Linked DNA regions of Mus musculus: regions 2, 3, 4, 5, 6 and 7 are each linked to region 1. Evidence: chromatin contacts called from public ChIA-PET, Hi-C, HiChIP or PLAC-seq and Micro-C data. All regions are on one chromosome and are shown on one strand. The core of a region is the stretch at or near the end of the contact, and the rest is flanking DNA. Distances in the headings are between cores, read along the strand shown.

What was found. A called contact is a pair of places that touch in the nucleus more often than the background predicts. ChIA-PET counts read pairs in DNA pulled down with a chosen protein or histone mark. HiChIP or PLAC-seq counts read pairs in DNA pulled down with a chosen protein or histone mark.
Region 2: a Micro-C map of the G1E-ER4 cell line shows a contact between it and region 1. The contact joins the promoter of Slc41a3 here to the promoter of Nup210 in region 1. A contact is called at or near these places in 2 of 39 promoter capture datasets (embryonic stem cells and liver), 1 of 484 Hi-C or Micro-C datasets (the G1E-ER4 cell line) and 2 of 115 datasets of contacts at active chromatin or transcription factors (embryonic stem cells and pancreatic cancer cells).
Region 3: an H3K27ac HiChIP or PLAC-seq map of embryonic stem cells shows a contact between it and region 1, with 3 times the contacts expected there. The contact joins the enhancer-like site here to the promoter of Nup210 in region 1. A contact is called at or near these places in 1 of 39 promoter capture datasets (neural stem cells), 1 of 484 Hi-C or Micro-C datasets (embryonic stem cells), 5 of 115 datasets of contacts at active chromatin or transcription factors (the 230-238 cell line, embryonic stem cells, fetal liver and 1 more) and 1 of 9 other capture datasets (embryonic stem cells).
Region 4: an H3K4me3 HiChIP or PLAC-seq map of stem cell-derived neural progenitor cells shows a contact between it and region 1, with 16 read pairs. The contact joins the enhancer-like site here to the promoter of Nup210 in region 1. A contact is called at or near these places in 2 of 484 Hi-C or Micro-C datasets (embryonic stem cells and muscle stem cells), 7 of 115 datasets of contacts at active chromatin or transcription factors (astrocytes, embryonic stem cells, memory CD8 T cells and 2 more) and 1 of 9 other capture datasets (adipose tissue).
Region 5: a contact with region 1 is called in a Hi-C map of natural killer cells, with 5 times the contacts expected there. The contact joins the enhancer-like site here to the promoter of Nup210 in region 1. A contact is called at or near these places in 1 of 39 promoter capture datasets (embryonic stem cells), 2 of 15 datasets of contacts at CTCF or cohesin (both in embryonic stem cells), 14 of 484 Hi-C or Micro-C datasets (CD4 T cells, CD8 T cells, the G1E-ER4 cell line and 8 more), 18 of 115 datasets of contacts at active chromatin or transcription factors (astrocytes, differentiating embryonic stem cells, effector CD8 T cells and 6 more) and 2 of 9 other capture datasets (embryonic stem cells and liver).
Region 6: a contact with region 1 is called in an H3K4me3 HiChIP or PLAC-seq map of the SCID.adh cell line, with 16 read pairs. The contact joins the enhancer-like site here to the promoter of Nup210 in region 1. A contact is called at or near these places in 1 of 39 promoter capture datasets (embryonic stem cells), 9 of 115 datasets of contacts at active chromatin or transcription factors (the SCID.adh cell line, bone marrow-derived dendritic cells, embryonic forebrain and 4 more) and 1 of 9 other capture datasets (adipose tissue).
Region 7: an RNA polymerase II ChIA-PET map of memory CD8 T cells shows a contact between it and region 1, with 27 read pairs. The contact joins the promoter of 1810044D09Rik here to the promoter of Nup210 in region 1. A contact is called at or near these places in 3 of 115 datasets of contacts at active chromatin or transcription factors (effector CD8 T cells, embryonic stem cells and memory CD8 T cells) and 1 of 9 other capture datasets (adipose tissue).

The regions. Positions count from the first base shown.
Region 1 is chr6:91,115,428-91,118,136 of GRCm38.p6, reverse strand. It overlaps Nup210 (nucleoporin 210), which reads left to right and starts at 1,311. Exons shown (of 40, transcript NM_018815.2): 1 at 1,311-1,519. The coding sequence starts at 1,353. Gm30364 (a long non-coding RNA gene) reads right to left here and starts at 916. Exons shown (of 4, transcript XR_003956467.1): 1 at 1-916.
Region 2 is chr6:90,603,512-90,606,220 of GRCm38.p6, reverse strand. It overlaps Slc41a3 (solute carrier family 41, member 3), which reads right to left and starts at 1,341. Exons shown (of 11, transcript NM_027868.2): 1 at 1,213-1,341.
Region 3 is chr6:90,659,704-90,662,412 of GRCm38.p6, reverse strand. Iqsec1 (IQ motif and Sec7 domain 1) reads left to right here. Exons shown (of 14, transcript NM_001134384.1): 14 at 1-2,709. Among named protein-coding and RNA genes, the nearest start is that of Slc41a3, 56 kb to the right of the region's middle. Within about 2 kb of position 1,357, at least 28 of the 459 cell types and tissues checked have an H3K27ac peak or open chromatin away from gene starts, as enhancers often do. A contact at or near this core is called in embryonic stem cells, where this site is marked.
Region 4 is chr6:90,710,363-90,713,071 of GRCm38.p6, reverse strand. The region is part of intron 1 of Iqsec1 (IQ motif and Sec7 domain 1); the gene reads left to right. Among named protein-coding and RNA genes, the nearest start is that of Iqsec1, 98 kb to the left of the region's middle. Within about 2 kb of position 1,396, at least 50 of the 459 cell types and tissues checked have an H3K27ac peak or open chromatin away from gene starts, as enhancers often do. A contact at or near this core is called in muscle stem cells and stem cell-derived neural progenitor cells, where this site is marked.
Region 5 is chr6:90,739,565-90,742,273 of GRCm38.p6, reverse strand. All of the region lies in intron 1 of Iqsec1 (IQ motif and Sec7 domain 1), which reads left to right. Among named protein-coding and RNA genes, the nearest start is that of Iqsec1, 69 kb to the left of the region's middle. Within about 2 kb of position 1,358, at least 108 of the 459 cell types and tissues checked have an H3K27ac peak or open chromatin away from gene starts, as enhancers often do. A contact at or near this core is called in CD8 T cells, effector CD8 T cells, memory CD8 T cells and 4 more, where this site is marked.
Region 6 is chr6:90,778,522-90,781,230 of GRCm38.p6, reverse strand. All of the region lies in intron 1 of Iqsec1 (IQ motif and Sec7 domain 1), which reads left to right. Among named protein-coding and RNA genes, the nearest start is that of Iqsec1, 30 kb to the left of the region's middle. RefSeq lists an enhancer at 1-736. Within about 2 kb of position 1,355, at least 3 of the 459 cell types and tissues checked have an H3K27ac peak or open chromatin away from gene starts, as enhancers often do. A contact at or near this core is called in the SCID.adh cell line, where this site is marked.
Region 7 is chr6:91,439,654-91,442,362 of GRCm38.p6, reverse strand. 1810044D09Rik (RIKEN cDNA 1810044D09 gene) reads right to left here and starts at 1,376. Exons shown (of 2, transcript NR_038153.1): 1 at 1,205-1,376; 2 at 608-921. 4930471M09Rik (RIKEN cDNA 4930471M09 gene) reads left to right here and starts at 1,509. Exons shown (of 3, transcript NR_045980.1): 1 at 1,509-2,002.

The DNA of each region.
Region 1 (2,709 bases), core at 62-2,561:
CAGCGCTGGAAACTAAAAACAATGAAGCATCACCAAGAACGCGCAGGAAGAGTTTGCACAGACACCCTGGAGGAGCGTTGCTTTTCTTTTATTTCCTGGAAGAGGATGGTGGAACTTTCCCTCCTCCTGTAGCACGTGGTACCCAGCCTGGAAGACTTGTCCTCTTCTGGGTAGCTCCTCTCACCCCCATTCCTGGTCCAGGGTCCTTAGGGCCTGAGGGTGCCCTCCAAATGTCCCTCCTTGTATCCAAATGTCCCAAGGCAAAAGCGAGTTAGGAAGGAAAGGGTTTATTCGGCTTCCTTATCCCAGCCACACTGGATCATTGAGGGAAGCCAGGCACTCAACCAGGGCAGGACCTGAAGCCAGCGCCACGGAGGAAGACAACTTACTGGCTTGTTCCGTATGGTTTGCTCAGCTTGCTCTCTTAACACTTCAGAACCTCCTTTACAGAGGTGGCACAGCCCACAGTGATCTGGGCCCTCCCTCATCAATCATCAGTTAAGAAAATGCTCCATAAACAGGTCTACAGGCCAATCTGATGGGGGTATTTTCCCAATTAAGGCTGCTCTCCCCAGAAGACACTAGTTGGTGTCAAACTGACAAACAAAAACTACATAGACTAGGAATGGTGGCCTCTCAGAAACCCAGCGAGACCTTAGTATCCATTCCAGAGAGTTTCTCCTCCAGGAGGCTTCCCCAGCCGGCCTGAAATTCAGCTTCAAGTCTTTGTTTATGCATGACATCAGCCTGTCACTTTTCTTCCAGATCCCGCTGGTCGATCCAGGTCCTAGTGCAGCTGAAGTCAGGTTGCACCGTCTACTTTCAGGGACGTGTTGTTCCCTCACTAACCTTTCGGATATTTCCCTTGGAGCATCCATGGGGCTGTTTAACAGGAAGTTCCCAGTGTTGTCCTGCTGATGGATTGATCCCGGAATATCTCAAGACCTTCTTGGCCCCTGGGGAAGTGTGGCTTTGGAAAGGGGGCGGGGGGGGGGGTGTTAATCAGTGAGCGCTCCACACTGTCCTAGGGCGCCTGTCTTAGTGCTATGTCCTGGCTCCACCGCCAGAGGCTCCAGACAAGGCGGAATGAACAAGAGCGAGCCTGCTGGAAGGCTGCCACCAGAGACGGGCGCGCGGCAGAGGCCTTAGGCCACGCGCTACGGGCTCCGGGGCTGAAAAAGCTCGCAGGATTCGGCGCGCTCTAGGGGCTCAGCACCAGGCGCGTGCTCTCCGCTTTCCCGCCGGTCCCGCCCATCACTGCGCTCGCCCCGCCCCACGCGGCCACCTGCTACCCAGCGCGCGCCGGTGGAGGGCGCGGGAGCGCGCGCCCGGGCGCTAGCGAGGCCGGGAGGATGGCGCGGGCCTCACTAGTGCAGCCGGCGCTCTGGGCGCTGCTGTTGCTGCAGGTAGTGGGTCCCGCCGCGGCCGCCAAGCTTAACATTCCCAAGGTGCTGCTGCCCTTCACGCGGGCCACGCGCGTGAACTTCACTCTGGAAGCTTCTGAGGGCTGCTACCGCTGGTGAGGCGCGCGGGCCCGGCGGGAGGCGGCAGGTGCGCGCGGGAGGGGGCTTGGGCCGCAGGTGCGTGGCGTGCTCGCTCCAGCCGGCCCCGCGTGACCCCGCGGCGCGCGCGCTCTCTCTCTGCGCATGGCGCCTGGGCCACTCGCGTCTGGGCTGCGCGGGAAGAGGAGGCTGTGATCGCGGGCCATGGAGGGCAGCGCCGCACGTGGCCTCGGTCCCCAGCTGTCAGGGCCCTGAGGAGCTCCAGCTTGAGCAGCCACGCTCTGGAGTCTGTGGGAGACGGGGGAGGTGGGACTCACCCCTGGCGCCTGACTGGTGTGAGAAGAGTGTCTGTAGAGACCTGGGCAAGGAGTCTGTGGGAGACACACCACACCCGTTAAGCCACTTAGGGAGAGTCATTAAATCTTGGATGAAAGGACCATTTTCCAGCTCAGAAGTGGGAGGCAAAGGAATTAGATGCTGGTGGAGTAGGGTCTGCCTTGATGACCTGGCTTCCAGCAGGGTGTTGCGGTCCAGCCTTTGGCTAGGCAGATGAAGGGAGAACTTCTCGTTGCTGGGTGCAGGCTGAGTAGGGTGTGATCAGGTCACACCCTTGACCCACACCCTCACTAGTGCGACATAGTCCCTTCCTTCTCTCAGGCTACATTTTGCTGCCAGCCTCCTTAAGAATGTGTTTAGGTCATTGGTTCTCAACCTGTGGGTTAAAACCCAGTTTGGGGCCTCCTGTCAGATATTCACATTATGATTCCAACAGTAGCAACATTACAGTTATGAAGTAACAACAAAATAATTTTATGGTTTTAGTACAGTTCAACAACAGAGGAATTGTAGTAAAGGCTTACAGCATTAGGAAGGTTGAGAACCACTGATCTAGGCTAAGGCTTAACTAGCTAGGTGTGTGTGTGTTAATGTTCTATATGATGCCCAGAGCTCAGAGCCACATTCTGCTATATGTAGTTCTCAAATTTAATTTGTTTTAAAAGTCTGCCTCATAGGGGGTGGCACTGTACCTCTATAATTACTTCACTAGGGAGGCTGAGGCAGTAGTGCCGCTTTGAGGTCAGTCTGGAGTGTCTTTAGGTTGGCCTCTGGAGTATGAAGAGGCAGAGTCTTTCCATTGCAGTTTGGAGTAAATGCTTTACCCAAGGGGAAGTGTTTATTCTTCTCTGGGGCTTTGTTTTGAGTGAGG
Region 2 (2,709 bases), core at 92-2,591, 510 kb after region 1:
CTTTATAGAACATTCCGGTGGGAATGTACGGGAACCCAAACTCAGGGTTCGAATCCCAGTTTCTCCTCTTCGCAGATGTGTGACCTTGGGAGAGCAAAATACCATCCACCTCAGAGTATGAACGGAGCGCTGTAAGACCCTTTATCCTAGGGTACCTTCAGAGGTTTTGCTTACTACCAAAAATATTAAGAGAACATTTCTAGAAATAAAGAATTTGTAGGTTTTGTGCTCAGTTCTGAGCAGCATGGTGGACCGATTCAGTTAACACTACACTGTCCCTCCTAGAACATGCAGCACTCCTCGGCATAGGGATCTATGCTGCAGATGCTGCCCATCAGCTAGTCACCCTCTCAACAGTTGTTAGGGTGGCTGAGCTGTTGGCCAAGCAACGCTTAGTCTACTTAATAATGGCACAAGTATAGTGATGGTGACAATTGTATCACAGTATATGATTACACCTGCCCTACCTTAGGGGTGTTCATCTTTTACTGTGTCTAGTTCACAAGTTAAGCTCTACCATAGGTATGTATATTAGGAAAACAATCTATATGTCTGGATATCATTCCAGGATTCAGACACTCTTTGGGAACATGTTTGTAACTCCCTGCAATAAGGGGAGATCACTATACCCTTCTATAGTATATTTTCCTTACAGGGCACTTGGCCTGACTCCAGGCTCTTCTGTACTACTTTACAGTCGTGGTTCTTAAGCTACCATAGTACCAGCATGAGGCCAGCCAGCGTCAGGAAGCAGAGCAAGCTCATCTAGATATCTGGGTCAGGTTGGAATGGCTGCGTCTCTAAGTGGTCTCCGTGGCGAAGAAGCAGTTTGAAAACCTGAGTTTTAAAAGATTTATAGAAAGGATCTGGTAGACTGAGGGATCTTCTCAAGTCTGAACAACCTCTAGCTTGACAACCTGGAGCGCAGGGACAGCTCGCTGAGCCTGCCTTAGGGTGGTCAAGGATGATCTCGGGGTGCTGAAGGAGTTAACCATAACCCCTAGAGTCAGGCGCTCTGGGGTTCATCACAGGCAGAGGGAGAGAGATCAGCGGGGCGGGTCCCTGCAGACCTTTGGAGCGAGGATGCCACAAACTGACCCGCCCAGTGTGCCTAAGACAGATCCTGTGCCCCACGCCCCATCCCGAGGGCCATTGACGCTCCGCTTTCCCTTGGCTTCCCCGGCTCCCAGTCCAGCTCCTGCCCGCGCTTACCGGTCCTCTCCCGGCCGGCGGCGAAAGCGAGGCGGCCAGGCGCGCGCTGGACACTGTGGAGGCCTGCGGCGGGAGGAAGCGAGAAGGGCAGCAGGCGGGCCAGCCCCGCCCTGCCTAGGCGTCCAGACAGAGGGGCGGGGCCACAGGAGGGGAGGGTTGCTGGGCGAGTGTTGTGGGCGGGGCCAATCCACAGAGGTGGCGCTTGAAAAACCCAATTTTTAAAGCCTTTTAGTCAGGACAGCTCTCTGATCGAGCAGTGGGGTGTGCAGGGATGCTCCCTGGGTGCCGAAGGACCCAATGACACGCCTCAGAGGCGGTGCCGCTTGGGGTGGGGCCAAGAAAGAAGAAGCTAGACCCCGGAACAGGACCATGAGTAGGGCGGGGTCACGGGCGGGGCCACGGGCGGGGGCGGGGCTGGGCGACGGAGTAGCCTCCAGTAGCACACTGCAAGGGCCAGCTTCCCTTAGGATACACATTTGCCTGTTCAGTTTTCAATCTGACATTTCTGAATATTTCACCTTTGAACACTTGTGTATGTGTCATGAAAGTTCTTCTGTCCTTCAACATGTGTGATCCTCTCACTCTTATCAAGATACAGCCTTGGAAGACTCAGCCAGCAGTGGTGAGCCTCAGTGGACACCAGCTCCTACAATCTATCCCGTGCCCCCACTTATGGCTCTTGGCTGATTCAAGAATCCTGAGCCCTGGCTGGATTCTAAGCTGCCAACTGCACCTGCAGAAACCGGATGTGCAAGACCTGTAAGACAGTAGTTTTGAAGAATACAACACAAAAAAAGTATGACAGGGCAAGGCCCGGGGAGATGCAAGCCCAGTTCCTGGATTCTGTCCCCAGCAAATGAAAAACAAAACAAAAACAGATGACAGTGTTCCACATGTTAGGAGAATTTACAGACTGGATGGCTTACATTGTCAAAATATAGTGCTGAATTCCAAGCTCCCAAAGTGATTGCATTTGTCAATCCAGCTTATGTAAGAGGTAGCAATGAACAAGTGAAGTCACAGGGTGCAGTCACAATGCGACTGGAGTCCTCTCAGGAAGAGACCCTGCCAGCTCATTCTCCCTGTGTGCATGCAGGTGAGACATAGAAAGACAGTAGGAGGGAGGCGTCACCAGGAATAGCCATCCATGAACCTTGAACTCCATGTTGATATGCTTTCATTTATTGTAACAAAATCAACTTATACAAAGAAAAGGGTTTATTTTAGCCCATACTTTTGAAGGTTTCATAAAGGTTTAACGAGTTTGATTCCCAGACTGAGGCACTGTGGGCAGGTGGGGGGTAGCAGAATCTTAGGTCTGACTAGAACAGGGAAAAGCAATAACTGGTGTCACAGTCTTGAAGAGAACCCTGGACCTCAGCCCCTGATCCCTCCATCACAAACCCTTTGATTAAAGGCTGACCCAGAAAGCCCTGTGACAGTGAAAAGGAGAGGCAGAAAAGACAACAGGAGGTTCACTACCAACATGGCAACACG
Region 3 (2,709 bases), core at 108-2,607, 460 kb after region 1:
CCTACTAGGCACCAGCCTCAGACCAGCCCAGGGCACCGCTATTGCCACTCCCTCTGCCCTCATAGCCTGGGTGGGCCTGTGGGCTTGCCTTCCATGGAGCAGAGCTCCCTCTCTGGCTTAGCCCTGGCACCCAGTCCTCCCTTGGCCCAAGGCTGGACCTCAGCCACCACTGGCCTTGACATGGCGCTGACCAAGGAGAAGTGGAACTGCCTCTCACCCTGTCAGCCCTCAGCCCCTCACTCTACACACATCTGAAAACTCATCCTAGCAAAGAAAACATAAGATAGAAAAGTCAGACAAAGCAGAACCAACCCCCAGACTGGCTGTGTTATTGTTTTGTTATTGGCAGTGGGCAAAATAATAATATAATAATAAGTAGACCTGATAAGGGTGATGAAATACGTAAGTAAACTTTATATAATATAAATATATAAATATATAAATATATATATATACATACTGTATAGGTAGTGTTTGTGTGTGAAAGATAAGCATTTCATCCACAAAGCTAGCACTAGGGACCTCCTAAGGACTGCCACTTAGGTGGCAGGAAGTCAATCTAGATACATGTGTGAGTAGACCAAAAAACCCTGCTAGAACAAACCCAGATCCTTCCATATTTTCATACAAAGAGACTCTCTAGCCTGGCTGAAACCTTACACGCTCATGACTCACTGTGCCAAGTAACACAGCACCTGACTGTCTAATACCCCACTCTGCTCTGTATAGCCCCCTATTTTATTAACAGAGTACTATTCTAAGTAACCAGTATTATAACTGCTGTTATCTCCAGTAAGCAACTAGGCAAAGTGCAGTCAACTCTACCCTAGTACTTGGGGCAACCAGTCTAGAGCTGGCTGTCTCAGGACCTCAGCCCCACAGATCCCTAGACACTTTATACTGGCTGCCATAACTTTGATCTCCCACGCTCTACATTCCTTCCCTCTGTACATGGTGAGCCACGCTCCCCCTCCCCCACAGTCCTCCCAGGGCCCACGTGGCAGAGGGGTTCCACCCCAACACAACGACCACTCATCTTCCATAACTTCCTCATCCAGTTCCCAGCCCCAGCAGGCGGGTGGCGTGAGCGCTGGGCGGCCCAGGGCGGTGTGTGTGTCCCGTGTTGTGTTCTGAGTGGCAACAGCAATCACTGTAATTCCATGCAGCCATGTGCTCGTGACCCCTGTGTCATCATTGCACCTGGCCAATGAGTGCTTGGCCCTGGCCAGGTGAAGCCCCCACTGCCTCTCATGGTCCAGTGAGCTGCCAGGCCTCACATGCCCCAGCTGTGTTCTTGTCGCTTCCATGTGTGACACCATGCACTCCCCTGGGGCCACGTGCTGCCCATGTTCCTGTGCCTGAGTCACCCACGGGCTGTACTTTACAGTTTCAGCCCTTCCAGCCACCACAGCCTCCAGTGCTGTGCTCCTAAGCCTAGGACCCGAGGACTGCCTGTGGCCTCTGCCTGCGCGGAGGCCCTTTCAGATTGGAAGGAGTTGCCGCCTGACCGTGGGCTGCGTCTAGGACCTTGTGAGCCACCGGGGCCTGCCCAACCACAAGAGAGATCAGGAGCCTTCTGGCCCATCACCACTCTGCTGGCCTGCTTGGGTCACCCATTTCCCTCCCCTTCGTGTCACCATCGTCGAGGTCACGTACCAGCAGATCTGCAAACTGAGCACTTTGTATCTGTGCAGAGAGCAAATCCTGCAACATGGAGGTCAGCCTTCTGTCTCACGGTGGCTGGACCCGCCCGCCCCATCCTCTGTCAGCATGGCTCATCTTTCTCTTGTCATCTACGCAGAAAGAGAACTGATCACCATAGTGTATCTGACTGGGGCCAGCTGGCGAGGAGCTGCCCGCTTCACAGTGCCCCGAGTTCCTTGCTTATGCTCCACGTACTGTCTGTCCTCAGTTAAAGAACACTGTCTGACAAGGAAGGGGGACTGTGCTGCATGTGACCTGGCACCAGTCGTGTGGGGCTGTGCTCTCTGTATTGTACATTTACAAAATACACCAGTGTTACTGTTGGCAAATAGTTGGAGTGGTAACATTAAATATGCCGGCTTTTTTTTTTTTCACTCTCTCTGAGCTAGTGGTAAGTCAACCATGAACTTGAGATTGTTCTGAAAAAGACATGGCTGTTAGGTACACTCTCACTCTTTTTAAAGGGACACTTAGGAACAAACTCAAAGGAAGGCCCAGTTTATCTGGTAGGGTGGAGTGGGGCCTCCCTCTCTCCACAGTGTCCTGTATTCTCCTGGCTAGCCAGGGCTCTGGGCTCCTCCCATGTTATCTTTCATGTGTCCTAGAGACAAGCCGAGGATAGTGGGTGAGTTCTAGGGACCAGGCTTCTAAGCATACTCAGTCTTTCTCTGAGTTCCTAATTCAATATGTTATCGGATCAGGATAATGAGAGCTTGTGATCCTGTGTTGTTTTACAGACAGGGACCTGTCTTCATAGGATGTGCCTGGGCCTGCAAGTCACACAGCAGAACTAGCTTGGAAAGCATAGGCTTTTTTTTTTTTTTTTTTTTTTTTTTTACTGATGTCCCTTGTTGCCTGTTATTCAGCTATGGCATTGAGGCACTGAGTGTCTACACTTCTATTTACCACTGTCAGGATACACTTAGGGCCTTCACTAATGACCCGAGTTATTCTGGTCATCTGTGGAACTGGTGACAGATGGAATACCTTAGGGGAGGCAGCTGG
Region 4 (2,709 bases), core at 147-2,646, 410 kb after region 1:
CTGCTGCAGAGAGAAAATTGATGGCAATTATGGGGAAAATATGGCATGGTGCCAGCTGGGCCAGTCCCAACTCTGGCTTTGATAGCGGTACCTTTATTGAGTGATCCACAGCACCTGGCCCTGTTATCAGATTGACCACTGCATCCAGGAATACAGGTGTGAACAGGGATGGCATGCTCTCCCAACCTGGAAGAGGTTGACCCAAGATGGACTTAGCCACAGGCTTGCCTGTTTGTGTTCTTTCATTCCCATGACATTAACTGAGGAACCATGGTTACTCAGTATGTCACTTTAGCCCTTTTGGTTGAGCAGTATTGGGTATGTTGCCTCCCCTCCCTGAGCCTTGATTGTCCCACCCATGAAATGAGACTACAACTGTGAGTGGGGGTGGGGTGGGGTGAGCCGCTCCGCCCACAGAAGCCCAGTGAGTGGTTTCGACAGTCACTGTCCAGCTTTTCCCTTCCACAGCAAGACTGCTGGATTAAAATGGTCCCTACCATCTTCTCTTCTTCTAAGTTGAAGGCTGGTTTGGGGACCCTGCATGGGAACACTCTCTGAGGCCACTTGCTTAGAGTTTGTCTGTGCCATTTGAACGTGGCCACAGCTTCTCTGCTCATCATGGAAGTGGCTTCCTTCACATTTTATAATCTTGGTGCAAGGTCTCTCGACACAGTGACAGCTCAGTTTGAACTGAAGGCACTCTGTAGAGCTTTCATGGGCCTCTGCGGACAAAGCCTCACTGGATTTCCTTTTCCTTTCTGTTCAAAGGTCAGCCCAGTAATAGCCACATAGCTGTGCATAGCAGCAGTGGTGGTGATGGTGGTGTGTGTGTGTGTGTGTGTGTGTGTGTGTGTTGTTTTCAATTAGGAGTACAGGCTTCTATCCCTTATTTCAGATATAAGGAGGAAGCCATACAGAATCGCCAGCCAGGGAGGGCTGAGCTGGGATTTGCACCCTGACTGCCTGGCTTCAGGGCCTGTGTGCTCCACAGCCAGAATCTATTTCCTCTGGGGTAACTCATGTCTGGCAAAATGGCACTAGTGTAAATAGATCTGGTATCGCCTGGTTTCTAGATTTCCAAAATCTTCCCAAGTGCCCCAGCCTGTACTCTGGTCAGTGACAGTGTGTCGGGCTCTCCTGGAGTCTCTTTCCCCCCACAGACCACAAGAATCACTTCTCTGGAGTCTACTAGGGGTATGTGGGTAGCACTTTGTTCTTTAAAAAACAAAAACAAAACTTTAATCTTGTATGCAGCCCCAGCTCTAGCTATGTATGGTCGGGGATGCCAGGGACAAAAGCTGACTATCCCGATTGACTGAGGGACCGATGCCGGCTTCCACATGGCGAGGAAAGCCGTGGCTTCTGACATGAAAGGACAGATGGCTGTGGGCGGTGAACTTAATCCCCGGGAGGGGAGGAGGATGGTTAATAAACTGGAATATTTGGAAGAGGCCCCAGCTGGGAGCAGCCTCTCGTGCACACAAACAGAAAGGGTTTCCCCAAATTGCCTGCTGCCCAGGCTGGGTTGGATTCTGTCCGCAACCTGAATCCATTCTTCCAGGGACCCTCTTTAAAAGAAGTACCTGGTACTTCTGTTTCTCTTTTGACTGGAAGCTGGGTGGTGTGGGCACTCAGATACAGGCAGAACATGTGGACCAGAGCTCATGGTCCCACTAAGCCTTTACAAGGCAGTGCTTATAATGGTCATTTATTCTAATGGGTTTTGTTATTGTTGTTTGTGTGTTTATTAATAGGCTTTGAAGGGCCACCTCTCCCTCAAGAGGAGGCCACCTAGAAAGGCCTAGCCCTCCCTGGCTGTTGATTTCCCCCTTTGGCTTTCTGTTTCCGTTTCTGTGAAGATCCTTGTGGTCACCTGTAGATGAGGATGCTCAGCCTATTGGTTGGGAGCAGACTTGTTATATTATTAGACCACCCACCTGTGCCCTATAGCCTCAGCTATGCTCTCTGGTGTCTCTGTGACTTAATCACATCTTGTACCTCAGTTTCCCCATTTATAAAATGTAGACGATGGCAGGTGGCTGTGGGGTAGCCTTGAGGACAGAAGACACCAGTTCACATGCCAGTGTGTAGAGGTGCACAGAAACTAGTGCTGACAGGTGGTGGCACTGACATCCAGGCTGGTGTGGCTCCCCAATACTAGGACAGGACCGTGTTGCTTATTCAGGGACAATGTCTTGCTGGACAGGAGTAGTTAATTTCACTTCCTCGCCACAGAGAAAACTAGTTTTAAAAGAGAGAGGGATGCAGACATCGCAGTGACGGGGCCAAGAACTGTTGAGCATTTGACAGGGTTGAGCGAGAATAGGTCAGACCAGAAGGAAGTGATGATGGTCCACAGGCTCTTGTGCTTATAGTGCTGTTAATAGCTGCTAAAAAGCACACAGAGATGAGAGGAATTGCCTTGCCTATGGATTGGAAGGTGTACCCAGCAAGATGACTTGCCATTCATCTAGGGTGGAGAGGGAGGCATGGCCTGCATGCTCTATGAGGCAGAATCCGAAAGCCAGAGATACTGAGCACTGCAGACCTTGAGGTCTAAATCCCAGCCCTGAGGCAGATTTAGTAGATAGAGCTTTGGGGCCTTGGGTTCAGTGGGTGACCTGTGTTGGATGGAGCTTTGGGCCGCACTGGTGATTCTGGTCCTGTCTGTTCTGGCACTTGAGGCCTAGGGCTCAGGGCTTAGCTTCA
Region 5 (2,709 bases), core at 109-2,608, 380 kb after region 1:
GTGGGGCTTCACAGACCACATTCTTACATTTGAAAATCCCATGGCAGAGAGCTAGCTGGAAGGTAGAGGTTCAGACTAGGGAAGGGAAGTGTCCCACACCATGGTATGCACTGTGCTCCAAATTAACAGAGAGGCCAAAGAGTGATTTAAAAAAAAAGAACCTAGTTAGGAAAGCCCCTGACCTGCTACTGTCCTCTGTGGGTGTATGTGGGGACACCATCTAGGAGCTCTGTGAGGACAGCGTGTAGGTACCAAGTAACAGAAAGTCCTGCGTGCTGCAAGCACATGGCCATGTCTGCCCCCTTGCCCTCCATCCAGGTGCTGCTTCTCGCCCTACCTCAGCAGCGCCTCCTCTCCCCAGCATAGCAGCCCCTTGGCCTGACTCCTGCTGCAGCCGCAAGCCCTGCACCCTTGCCCCAACTTCACTGCTGCCCTCTCTAAGGCTAGGTTTGCAGGGTTTGTGCAGGATGAATAGGGTGCTTTCCTAGCCCCAGAGCCCTTTATCATATGTGCAGACCCTCAGCTAGTCAGTGTGGCTGCCTAGCTCCTGTTATTGGTAGCTATCATCTGCAGACCTTCTGCCCAAATCTGTGTCCTAGAAGTACTGGGCACAGTAGGGGCCCAGAAAATGATGTGTAGAGGAGATGATACCTTTGGAAATGGATCTAATGGGTTTGGACACAGCTAACAAACATTTAGGAAGTTGTGTGCATGTTCCAGAAGCTAACAGTATGTCACCATTGTGCAGTCTCTGCCTTTATTGGTGAAGTTGTATGTGTGGTTGTATGTTTATAGGTTATTTGCATTTTTGTTCTCTGAGCTACTTATGTGAACTGGACTTGAAAACTTTTTGAATCGTAGTTTCTATTGTTGATCTGAAGACTTCTTTGCATATGGAATAAAGCAGAAGACTACAAAGGTCAAACACATGGTGGCATGGCATAGCAGTGTGTGCTCAAAGCCATTAAGTTTAGCCTGACTGTCGAAAAGCTGCTGGAGATGGGGCTGGGTGAGGAACCTCTTTATCTCAAGAGCACAGGGAGCTATAGAGGAGTTCTGAGCAGGAGTGGGATAGGATAGAGTCGATTTTTGAAAATTGCTCTACATACGGGACAATACTGGCTAGAAGAAGGAGCTAAAAGGGTAGACTGGGGCTGGAAAGTACAGGCCATGACTGGTTGCAGAGTGCCTTGTTTTAACTACAGGAAGAAGGCACAGACATGCTTGCTGATGATGGAAAGGTGAGAGGGAGGGGGCGGGAGATGAGGGATGGGATGGCTTCTGCTACACACACTTCCTGTGCTGCTAGCATCTGCACTGTTGTGAGTTACACTATTTTGTTTCTTGCGGTTTTTCTCTCATCCGTTCCCCTACTTCCTCTGTACATAGAAGGAGCAGAGCAAGAGAGGATCCAGGCTAGGTCATTCTCTGGGTGAGTAGGTTTGATTGCCCAACATGAGGCTCTGCCCCAATCATCTCAGACCCACATGGTATCTACAGATTGGTCATCTGTCCCATGCCACAGGACTGACCTCCAACCCAGACAGATGACAGAGCTGTTGCCAGGGTAACCCCAGACAGGAAACATGAAATAAGTATTTCCAGGCAGGATATGGACATGGGAAAAACAGATAGGAGTGTCCCTGAGGGAGCTGGGGGGATCTCAAAAATCACTTGGGTCCCTTGACCCTTAGCTCTGCTGTTCTCATCTCCTCAGGGGCTCTTTCAACACCCAGTTAGCTCCTCTGCTGAGAAGGTTCTGACTGGCAATGTGAGGTGGGCATTTGTCTTATGCTTCCTGCTCACTTGGTAGAGGAAACTATAGGGTTCAGAAGGGGCACCCTCCATACTGAGGTCACAGGCAGTCATCCTAAGCCTGTGTCACAGCAGGCCTAGGCACCGTACCTCCCAACATCAGAAATTGCTATTTTCCTTGTAAATTTTTACATTGATTTTATGTGTATCAGTGTTTGCTTACATGTATATATGTGCACTGTGTGTATGCCTGGCACTCATGGATCTTCTTGGACTGGAGTTAGGACGGTTGTGAGCCCCTATGTGGGTGCTATGAATTGACCCCATATCCTCTTCAAGAGCACTGAGTTGTCTTTCCAGCCCCAGAATTTTATCATTTGCAAACAGATTAAAAACAAACAAACAAACAAACAAACAAACAGCAGGAATATATCCAAGTCAGGTGTAGTAGTGCATGCCTTTAATCCCAGTACTTGGGAGGCATAGGCAGGCAGATCTCTGAGTTTGAGAACAGCCAGGGCTACACAGAGGATAACAAGCAAAACAAAACAGTAATGCAGATATATAGTGAGATATATACTTATACATATATGTGTGTACATACATATATACATACACACACACACACAGGTGTAAGTAGAATGTTTCAGTGGAAGGCCAGTCTTCCTCTTTTCTGTTCCCAGCTCTCCTTGCCCTTTCCAGGGTGTTTCTGTGCCTTCCCTGGCTCATCCTTGTCAGAGGTAGTATATTCAGGGACCAGCAGATCTTCGGTGCCCGCCCCCCTTACCTCCAAAGGTACAAATACTTAATATTAGCACACAGGCCAGCCCTCCAGTACTGTAACCACTATCTTGTTTTGGCTTATAGTTGTAGAGATTTCAGTCCGTGGTTGCTTGGCACCATGGAAGCACAGCCCATCATGGCAAGCTCAGGAGGCAGAAGCAGTTACTAGTC
Region 6 (2,709 bases), core at 106-2,605, 340 kb after region 1:
TTGAGTGTTGCTTCCCACATTGACAAGGACTGCAGGGGCTGAAAGCCTGTGTGTGTGTGTGTGTGTGTGTGTGTGTGTGTGTGTGTATGAGTGGATAAATGTATGAGAATGTCTATGAGTATGTGTGTGGGGGGTTATGAGTCTTTATATCTTTGGAAAGTATATATAAAGTATTTAAATGGGGTGTGTGTGTGTATGTGTGTGTGTGGTCTCCATGTACACTCTGCTCAAGTTATTCGTGCTGTGTCCTGCAGTAGAGTGCCATGTGGTCATGGCAGGGACATCTGAATGGTTGTAATTACAAACTTCAAGAAACAAACTATTTCATCCACTCTGGGGGGAATTACTTTTTCCTGATCTCACACTCTGTGAAGTTCATGGCCATTAGTATGCATGCAGTTCTGGGAAAGTGTGGAAGCTTTGCTTTCCACTCCTAGAGGGCTTTCTTGGAAGAGGATGCTGAGGGTCCCACAGCCACTATAGAAAGGAAGTCTCCATACTTGGGGGAGTGCCAAGCAGTGAGGCCCGTCCTGCATCTGATTACTCCAGCCACATGAGCTGTAGGTGCTTGCATCAGGGTCTCAGCACACACAGTACATACAGCTGGAGAGACTTTTGTCTCTTAGGTTATGTGTGTCCCTCCAGAACCGAATGCCCTGTGTGCCCAGGAACACCTGTGCTTGAGTCTTAGAATGAGGGTGGAGCATTATACTGTTGTTAATCTCAGCCCCACCCCCACCCCCACCCCCAAAAAAAAAAAAACAGTACAGCCCTTCGTGAAGCTGAGATAAGTGAGACACAAACACAGAGCTGTGTCCGTGTGGCCTGGGGATTAAAACTCAGGTCTCTCTGTTCTGAGACAGACTTTTTCAGTTATCTATAGCTTCAGACCATGAGAAGAAGAGGAGCAGATTCTGTCAGCTGTAGAAGGCATGTGATCAGAGCCTTGGCAGAACAGAGTGTCTGTGTCTGAGTGGACCTTCCAGAAGTGAACTCTTACAGGGGGGGGGGGGGGGGCATGTCTGAAGGGCTTTGCTAGCAAAACACAGGTCAAACCTAAGGACTTTGAAAGAACTGAGGGTCTTCAGGACATGAGAAAAGCCACATGACGTCATCAAGGCTGGATGTTGTGCTGTAATCACTGGAGAGCCCACTAAGGACCTTGGCTATGTCGAACTCAGGTTTGCACTAAGGGCCACATGGTCCAAGAGTAAAAGACCAAGCCAACAGCAGCCCCTCCCACCTATCCACGTGGCAGGTTCTTCTTCAGAGCATATGCCCTTTCCTTCAGGGCTCCCAGCCTGCCAAGGGAGACCCACTAACAAGCCTGAAAGCTGAGGCAGGAATGGACAGCTACAAGACTCTGCAGCATGAAGGAGGCCTCCAGGAGGAGCTGGGAAGGCTTACTGTTGGTGATGATGTCTGAATGATGCCTGGGGGTAGACACTGGATTTGGTTGCCGGCAGTGGACAGTACTTGTTTATTTAGACTATCCAAAGGTGAGGAGGAAGCATTGGGGAGTTGGCTACAAAGAAAGGCAGGATAGTGATATAATTGCTGAGGCTCTGACACCTGCTGCCTGTGACTCTCCATTGAAGGCACTGACCTGAGCAGAGAGAGGTGAGCACATCCCACTTTCTAGGTTAAAAAACTGAGACACAGGGGGATATACTTTGGCTGTAGTTACAAGGCTAATTAAGAGTATAGTCATAAGGTAAACAGGGCCAGAGAAGCTACTGTGCTGCTCACCAAGTGCTGGTGGCTATCCACTGTGGTGAGCACCATGCCCATAGCAGGGGCTTGTCCTTTTTCCATCCACTGCTCCCCACAACCATGATGGTATATCATGGACATGGACAGGAACTTTGGATGCAGTCAGCTCCTGTTTGGCCAGGAGCTTCAGGAAGTCTCTTTCTCATTCTCTGATGCTCTACTGGGCACTCTCTAAGGTGACCAGGTCTGCTACCCACCCCCCTTTAGCAGCAGTTTGGGGACTCTGGAAAAGTGCGCAAAAGTGCCAGAGGCTCTGTATCTGGTGAGGTTTAGCAAGTGGCTATGCAGCCCCAGGGGCTCTCCTCACAGAGGCTTTGAGCACAGCCACTTGGCTTTTCGCCTGATGCCATATTTCCTTGTTTAAAACTGCGACCCAAAACTTAAAGAGTATGAAAAGGGTGTTGTGCAGACAATGCATAATTAACCACTTCTAAACACAGGGTGTGCCAGGCTCCCTTGAAGCTGTTAATTATTCTTCATTAGTGGTCGTAAGTTAATGTAGACTGATTCTGGAGCCCCGCCAGTGGCTGGGTCTGGTTGGAACTTGTGACTTCTTTAACTAGAAATCGTATTGAACTGTTGAGGAATGCCTCTGATTTTTTGCTGCTGTGGGTAGGAAGCTGCAGACACTTCTTCCATGAGATGAGCATCTGGGGCATTGTTAACGAAATAAACCAGATACAGAGAAAACAAGGAAAAGACCTTTCTGTCCTCTGGCATAGGATGGCCCTGTGCAGCCTCTCAAGTCTCATCCTGCCTACATCCTAGACCCAGAGCCCAACGGAACCTCATGTTAGGAGCCTGTATTTCCAGGTACAGCTTGGTGACTTTGCTAATACATAAGATGGGTTTCCACATTTTCAACTTGAAATATATAACAGGATATTCTGCAATTTGCTTTAAATATTTTGTGGTAAAATATGTAACATAAAGCCT
Region 7 (2,709 bases), core at 127-2,626, 320 kb before region 1:
TATGTACAGATGTGTTGGATAATACTCATAGCTCCTGTTATGCCTGTGGGCCCTGAGTTACAGGCTATATACAACTACTTAGGGTGATATTTCACATGGTGATTGTCAAATGGCAGAACTAGTAAAAGTAGGCCTACTTGTTAAAGTAAGTGACTTGTATGGGTATGTTTTGATCATGGTCCCTTCCTTCTCTCTGCTTTCTGTCCACCTTAAGACAAGTCACTCTGCTCACCAGCCACCACGATGGTTTGCCTCATCACAGGACCAGCCATAAGGGAGCTGGAGCCCTTGGACAGAAACCTGAAGCATGAGTCCAGGTGTGATTGTGGGGATTTTGGGAAGAGGGATAGTGGATGTACATCCAGAGGCAGTGAGGTCCCAGATGCCTCCTCTGTAGTGAGGGGGTCAAGCAGAAGAGCTCTCGAACCTGACAGATTTGTGAGCTGTCCTTGCTCAGCAGTCATGAGCACATCTCTGTGCCAAGAACTGAAGGGATAGCTGGAGCCCTCAGGCCACAGGGACTCAGGACACATGTGACTCCTGACAGTTGACCACTAACGTGGTCTGGCAGCCGCATCATTCCCCAGAAAATGAGTGTAGACAAACATCATCCAAACAGTAGTTTAATGTCCCAGGACCTTCCTGACCCTTTCAGCTGCTTCCTGAGATGAACAGGAATCACAGGGTAGAGGAGACACAGCACACTTCACGGGATACCAAAGACAGAGGAGAGAGGTGTGGATAGTCAACCCATGTGAACTCAAGTTGGTCTGGTGTCCCCTGGGTCTGCTCCCTCCCATGCAAGACAGGGAGCCTATGCGTGTGAAGGAGAAACAGCTGCGGCAGCGGGCGATCGCGGCGATCAGGGAGGCACATTCCCGCAGTGACTGACAGTTTTCTGTTTAGCACAGTCCCTGCGCACTGTAAGAAAGCGGAAGAGATGAGGGATCTGAGGATAGCCTCGGGATTAGTAACAAGCAGCAACCACTAGACCTGGCAGTGGATATGTGAACCCCATCACGTGCTACTGATAAGGAAACTAAACAACACCTGGAGTCAAGCCTCCCGCATCAGGAGGAAGACGAACTCGGGGGTGGGGGTGGGGTGCGGCGGGGAGGAGGCTATTTCTGAAGCCTATGAGAGCTGTTTCTGCCATGGCAGAAATATGCCTGCTCGCTTTCCCTTTCCATTTGATACTTAGTACCATGATGTTCCTTGGAAGTTATTTTTCACACATGTTCATCTATTGGGCAGTGTTCCTTTTCCAGATCTCAGGCAGAAGTCAGTGAAACATCTCAGCGTAAAGAGCCGCGGGAGCAGTCAGCACCGAAGGAGGAAGGGTCGGAAGACGGTTCTCAGGGACCAAGGCAAGGAAAGCGGCTCAAACTGATGACGCTACTGGCCAGCGCCTCAGGATGACGTCATGTAACCGCGCCGTCGCCGCTACTGCACTGGAGGCTCCGCCCAGCTTCTCCATTGCTAGCGCTTCAGTCTAGCAGGAAGGTCCCGTGCAGCTACCTTGGCATTCTAGCTGTCGGTTCATATTCGGGTGGAACTGGCCGTTTGAACACTCTTGAGAACTGTATTCTCATATCCGTAGCCCATCACTTGACTTCTAGGTATTCATTTTTTGAGTCTTTGTATATTCTAGACATTAACCCTGTCCTGTTCAGCTAGCAAGGTACTGCACGGTCCAAACTCGCCCTCCCGGGCGACCAGCTCATAATGACCTCCCGCCCTCAGTCTTATCGCTCATTTTTTTGTGGGGTGAGTGAGCAGGCCCCGTAGCACTAACTCCTGGAACCAGAGTATGTGGAACCACATGAGAGTGAGCTCGAAAACTGTAAAACAGTTGGTTTTACATCTATGATACATCTTTTAGTATGTTTAAGAGCTAATCCCATCCATTTGTAATTTTGATTGTAAACTTTGGATAAGATTTTTTCCAGAAGAAACACTGACATTTGCTTTGTGATTGAGTGAGTGTTCGCTGAGAGAACAGGTATTCAGCACGAACTCCTTTTTTTTTTTTAATCAAACATTTAATATCCTTTAAAATTCTTCAAGATATATCAACAGCCTATTTTATGTATAAAGATAAAGGAGGAAAGCAATGTATGTAATTAATGTGAAATTAAGACAACTTTCCTGAATATATATATACTATCTCAAATCAATAATAAAGATGAGTACTGCTTTTTTGCCTGTTAAGGAAAGTCATCTTATTGAAAAAACAAACAGCTGAAACGAAGTTTTCTCATGACACAAATGGACTAATTATACAGGTCTCAAAAATGTTTTAAAAAGTACCCTAAGAAGAAAATTTTCTCATTGGACTACACAGAAGCCATCATCTGTGGTGGGGGTGTATATGGAGGGATGTGTGGCAGCTGTTAGGGCTGGCAGCCTCTCCTGAAAACATCTAGAGATTTAATCTGACTCCTTTCATAACTTGCCCAGGACTGTGCCACGCCTGAAGGAATATAAACTCCTGTACAGCACTTGTTAAGTCATGGACTCAGTGTGGGTGTCCATCATTGGATGAATGGCAAAACAGCACAAACACACAGACCTAACTCCCCAGGGCACACACCCAACCATTCTCTCAGTCTGATTCTAGTATCCTGTCCCTCATATCTATTCTCTAAGACTGATCCCTAGTTTAAGTCAATTGAGGTCTGTTTTATGGTAGTGGTGCCTCTCCTATCT